2 separate regions of the Gossypium hirsutum genome follow, and region 2 is linked to region 1. The links are chromatin contacts, called in public Hi-C maps. All regions are on one chromosome and are shown on one strand. Each heading gives the region's core, a stretch centred on a gene start, on an enhancer-like site or on the middle of the called end of the contact. The rest is flanking DNA. Distances are from core to core; before and after follow the strand shown. Region 1 holds the start of LOC121228213 (E3 ubiquitin-protein ligase RMA1H1). Region 2 holds the start of LOC107948984.

Evidence for each region. Hi-C and Micro-C count contacts between places; a contact is called where the count stands out from the background.
Region 2: a Hi-C map of leaf shows a contact between it and region 1, with 1.5 times the contacts expected there. The contact joins the promoter of LOC107948984 here to the promoter of LOC121228213 in region 1. A contact is called at or near these places in 3 of 34 Hi-C or Micro-C datasets (all in leaf).

Annotation. Positions count from the first base shown.
Region 1 is chrA04:82,042,854-82,045,929 of Gossypium_hirsutum_v2.1, forward strand. LOC121228213 (E3 ubiquitin-protein ligase RMA1H1) reads left to right here and starts at 1,533. Exons shown (of 2, transcript XM_041111519.1): 1 at 1,533-1,817; 2 at 2,699-3,076. The coding sequence starts at 2,712.
Region 2 is chrA04:82,271,702-82,274,777 of Gossypium_hirsutum_v2.1, forward strand. It overlaps LOC107948984, which reads right to left and starts at 1,653. Exons shown (of 3, transcript XM_016883671.2): 1 at 1,410-1,653; 2 at 1,090-1,194. The coding sequence starts at 1,548.

The sequences.
Region 1 (3,076 bases), core at 283-2,782:
AATTACATTTTAATCCTAAAATTTTATTATTCACTTATGACCTTTCATTGTTAAAAGAGAATAAAACATGAATTAAAGTATGTAATTATTAATAATAAAAAAAGTGAGTAGTGCATAGGGTGCCACGTAAGAAGGTTGAATAAATAGTGCATCGGAGGCCACGTAACAAGCGTTGAATCGTTAACTATTAATCGGTACATTCTCAAATACATTTTAAATCATCAAATGTAATTAAGCTATTTAATAGTATAAATTATAATTAATTAATTTCTTAATTTAAAATAGAAAATTAAATATTACAATAACTAATTACTTGCATAATTTCTTCTTCAGTTCTTACAACTCTCGATTAGAATAATTAAATACAATCAATCTTCTTTATAATAATAATTTACTATAACAGTTAATTTCGTTATAAAATTATTTTTTATGTTTTATTTTACTTTAAAAAAGTATAATTATTTAATACAAAAACAATAAAATATTTTTTATTTCACAAGCAAATTAAAAGTTAATTATATATATATTTAAATATTTAAACTTAGTTGCCTCAAGCCAAACCCTTTGCGTATTCTAATTTGGGAGAACTTTTAAGGGAGGTTACAAATTCAAATTATTTTCGATTTGAAGTAATTAATTCAAAAAATTTAAATTTGATATTCGATTGTTATCAAATCAAAATAAATTTAACTAAATTGTTTATTGAATTAGATTTTATTTCAAAACTAAAATAAAAGAAAATTTACTTGAATCCATTTATAACAAAATCATTTCAAATTATTTAAAAAATAAGCTAGACCTCAAAATTAAAAAAAAAGCATTCGAAAAATAAAATAATTAAAATAATTAAATTATAATAAAATTGCAAAACAAGCTTTTATAAAATTCTACCTATATGAAAACTTTAATTATGATTTTTTATACAAGTGAATAATTATAAAAAGAATTAACGATTTTATTTTAATTAATTTAAAATTTTAAAATTTTCAAAAGACTTAAATAGAAAATTTTTCATTTTAAAAGACCTTGTCTAACAATCTATACTAGTAAATAAACTCATAACAAATTAATTATAATTTTATTAAATAATTCTATTATAGGTTCTAATAATTGTTATTTTAAAGATAATATCTTTAAGTATCTATAGCCTCTCTTAACTCATAAATAAGAGAATAATGCGCTTTAGCGTACTAAAACTCATGTGCTCATGTATTGATAAAAATATTCATACTAATAGAGCTAAAATTTAGTCAAACAAAATAATTAAAAAATTAAATAAATAAAATTTGGTAAAGACATAATTATTAATATATATATGATTATAAAAATATTTTATAAATCAAATCATTAATAAACTAGCTTAATAATTTTAGGGGTAAATGATTTCCTCCTCCATAGTAAATAAGTAAATAAGATCATGATTGACTCTAAATTATCTACAATTATATTACAAATTTTGATTCTATCGAATTTTTAATTAATGTTTATCTTCTCGGTGTCATTATTATTGATTTGAAAATTATTATTATATTATCATTTTCATCCTTATTTGTCTTCTATATATAAAAGCAAACCCAGATTGCTTCTTTAGCTCTCTAAAGAAAAAATCTCTGTTTGTCTTTCATTAACATAAAGCCTTAAAATCTTATTCCTTTTCAACTCAACCTCAATCAGTCACTCCTTTACATACACTTTTATATATATATATATATTGGTTTCTTCAGAGAAGAGCTTTATCATATTCTCCATTGAGAAATTAAAAACAAAGCTTCTCTATTGATCAAAGTTCACATGAAAAGAGACTTGTCAACTAACTGGTATGTTATCCCAACTTTTCTACGTATAAATATTGGGTTTTTTGTTATCTTTTCTGGGTTTGATTTTGTTTTTGAAGTTTTGGATTGATAATCTTTATATATCCCCCCATCAGTCTCTGTTTCAAAGGCTTCCTGTTTTTTTTTTTTAAAAACTTTCTATAATCTAGTTATGAACGATGTTTTTTTATTCTTATTGAAGCTTGATGAATATCTTCTAATGTTTTCAATCAAAATTTCAAAAGCTTTTCAAGGATTTCAAATCTCAAAAGTTAATTTCAATGTTTCTTAAAAACAAAACAACTTCTTTTGTTTTTTTCTTGGAAAGCTGAGAAAGTTTTTGATTTTATGTTTCCTTGAAATCCTCACCCGCTTCCAAAAGCATCAAAAAAGCTATTGCTTTAACAATCTGTTAAAATTCGCTGTCATCTTCTACATGGAAATTTTTTTAAAGTCCTTATCAAGGTTTAATGGAGTTTGATTGTGATAATCTATACTTGGAAGAAGATTAAACGACCATAATACATCTTCTGCATTTAGATATGCATTCTGGCTGCCAATTTTATATGACATGGTTAGTTGTGTTTCTTTATTAAGGTGCCCCCACTATTGGATGATAAGTAATTCATGTAGCTAGAGAAGAGGGGGTGGTTGAGCTCATAAAGTGTTTGATAGTAGCTTGTGCGGATGAATTTATGCATAGCCCATTTCTTACCACCCAACAGCACTTTCTGGTTATTGAAGACAAAGTTTATGATGTTTTGTTGGCTTTAATTGACCATGTTTCATATATATATATGTGTGTGTGTGTGTGTGTGTACCTATGTATGTATAGAGTTTTATGTTTCATAGGTTCTAATCTGGTTTTTACATATATGCTGCAGATTTTGGTAGCACATGATCATTGAGCAGTACATGGAAAGTAAGATTTGCCTGCAGGAGTGGATGGATTCACCAGGTTCGGTCTCGGTTTCGGATGATAACCCGTCGAGAAGCTTTGACTGTAACATCTGCCTCGACTCAGTGCAGGATCCGGTGGTCACATTTTGTGGTCACCTGTTTTGTTGGCCTTGCATCTATAAATGGCTTTCCACTAGAAACCAAGGCCAGAAACAACACATATGTCCTGTATGCAAAGCTGAAGTTTCGGATACCACACTGATTCCACTTTACGGCAGGGGCAGCGTAACGAGCAAGGAGTCAAGACCAAAGGCTTCGCAATTCGGCATGGTCATACCGAAGAGACCTCCTGGTCCAACCTG
Region 2 (3,076 bases), core at 403-2,902, 230 kb after region 1:
ACAGATCAGAAATGACGAGTCTTATCTCCATGTATCGGCTAGGGAGCAGATTTTAGCCACCGACCTTATCTCTCTGAGGTAGCAAGAGAGCAGGTTGAAGATACGAGCCTTAACCCTCTAAGCAGTAGGGTAACAGGCTGAAAATTACAGATCTTATCTCCATGTATCGGCTATAGAGCAGATCGAAAATGGCGAGTCTTATCTCCATGTATCGGCTGTGGAGCAGATTTTAGCCACTGGCCTTATCTCTCTGATGTAGCAAGAGAGCAGGTTGAAGATACGAGCCTTAACCCCCTAAGCCATAGGGTAACAGGCTGAAAATTACAGATCTTATCTCCATGTATCGGCTATGGAGCAGATCGAAAATGGCGAGTCTTATCTCCATGTATCGGCTATGGAGTAGATTTTAGCCACCGACCTTATATTTCTGAGGTAGCAAGAGAGCAGGTTGAAGATACAAGCCTTAACCCTTAAACAGTAGGGTAACAGGCTGAAAATTACAGAGCTTATCTCCATGTATCAGCTATGGAGTAGATTTTAGCCACCGGCCTTATCTCTCTGAGGTAGCAAGAGAGCAGGTTGAAGATACGACCCTTAACCCCCTAAGCAGTAGGGTAACAAGTTGGAAAGTACAGATCTTATCCCTAAATAGTAATGGAGCAGATCAAAGACAGTGAGCCTTAACCCCTTAAGCAGTAGGGTAACAGGCTAAAAATTACAGATCTCATCTTCCTAAGCAGTAGGGGAGCAGATTGAAGACGGGTTCCTATACCCCTGAAGATGCAGTGGGTTAAAGTGAGGTTACCTGAAGAAAGAGAGAATCACGAAGTCAAACCTTGGTAAGACCGGGCAAAATTGACCCATTCAAAGTCTTTGCATCATTCTCGTTACATGATAATGAGCAAAGAGGGGCAGCTGTTGGGCTCAATTTTAGCCCGGGGCCCAAACCAATACTAAATTAAAACAAAACACCCTCAGACCCAATTCAACCAAGCCCAATACAAACCCAATCCTAAAATACCTGAACCCTAGCCCAAATTTTTAGCCCCCCCCAAAAAAAAAATTTTCGGCAGAACCCTAGCAGCCAACCTTCAGCCGCCGCAATCGAAGCAGTCCCCAGGCACCGTACGTCGCGCGCCCTTCCACGTCTTGCGCTCATCCACCTCGCCACATTAGAGACGTGATCAATCGTACCTGTAAACACGTAAAACACGTAAAAAAAAGGCTATAAAAGCCTTCGTAAACATATGTAAAAGGTTTTTTTTTTACTCTTATTTTTCAGAGAAATTGGTTACAGATTATATACAAAATACACGCAAAAATCAATAGAAAGCAAACAAGGAATATTTTCAAAGGTGGATTATTTACTACGGCTTTATTTTGTTTCGTTTTTTTTTTTATTTTTTTACCTTTCCATTCGGATCCACAACACGAACTAAAGGATAGGAGAGAAGGAGATGGACTCATCGCACGTCGTGCTCGTACTGTCGGAGGACTCTGCTTCGTTGGTCGCAAGCGGACTTTTAGGGCAATTGAAGGCTTGGGCATAAGCCTTTCGGCGTAGAGCAGAGGGGAGAGTGAGGGATTCCAAAACTTTAGGTTTTTTTTTTTAAAAAAAAATCAAAGTCAAAATGGTTTTTAAGCAAAAAATGAATTAAAGTAGGTTATAATTTTGAGTAATAAAACAAAACAGCATTGGGGGGAGAGTCAGTACGCGTTTGGAGTGGATCCATGTGCATTTTACCCTTAAATGGGTAATTTGCGCGATCAGTCCCCCTCATTCGCGCTAGCTTTCAATCGAGTCATGTTAAGTTTTTTTAAATTCTTTTAAATTGTCCCTGTAATCTGCGTGCTATTTCAATCGGCCCTCCCCTTAGCGCAGTATTTTGAGATTTGGGGCATCTTTGGTTTTAGTCTTCAAACATTTGTGTACATTTAATTTCGGCCAAAATTCTGTTTTAATGATTTGTCTTGTTTATAAATTATCCCTTGGATTTTGTTTTTCTCTTAATTAAGTTTTAGTTATTCATTTTTTTTAGAATAAACATGTTGTTTTAACATATTATTTTAAATTATTTTGATTTCACACTTTTGTATTTATTTTATTTTCATATGCATATTTGTCTATCTGAAACACCTTCATATATTATTATTACTATTATATATATTATTTATATTAGGTTTTTCATATATATATATTACTTTGTATATCATTTACTTTTAATCTTTTATGCATATTATTTATTTTGGAATTTCATTTACGCATTACACATATTATTTTATTATTTTATTTTTTTTGATACAGATCAAATTTTCATTCACATTATTTACTTTATGATATTTATTTTAAAATTCATTTGTACATTACTATTTAATATATTATTTCTTTTATTTTTTTCTATTTATTTTTAAATTCTTGTATTTATACCTGTTTTAAAAATTCTGTATAGTTTGTATAGGAATATTTCCAAAATTTCATTTTTCTTATTATTCATTTTATTTTATTTTAAAACTTGTTATATTTTATTTGTGTGATTTACTTGAAACTTCTTTTAAAATAGGTTTCTAGTTCATTAACCCTTGGTTATAAATGGGGGTATTTCTATAGTATATGATATGCTGCTATTGCATGTATTCTAAGTTGTTCCTTTGCATTTCCTTATTATTTTAGATTATTCATGAAATGTTATTGCCACGTTTTTCATTCCTTATGTCATCGAATTATCCTTTTTAATAAAAATACATTTCATTTATTTATTGCATTTCATTCAAAATTTTAAATAAGGCAATACTCGGTACTTGGGAGCTTTGAGAAAATTGTGCCCTAACTTACTGGGTTTCGATTTTTCTCGTCGAATCTAAGTAATCGAATACCCTTCCTTAAAGTAAAACAAGTAGGGATTTTTCAAAAAAAAAATGTAATATTCTGTATTTGAAATTTTGAGAGATTGTGCCCTAACTTACTGGTTACCGATTTTTCATTTGCCCCAAATAACCGAATATTTTTTTTGAAATGCATGAGTTTTGAAAATTAAAAGACAAACTTATTTACGTGAGTTTGAAATGTTGTATCCTA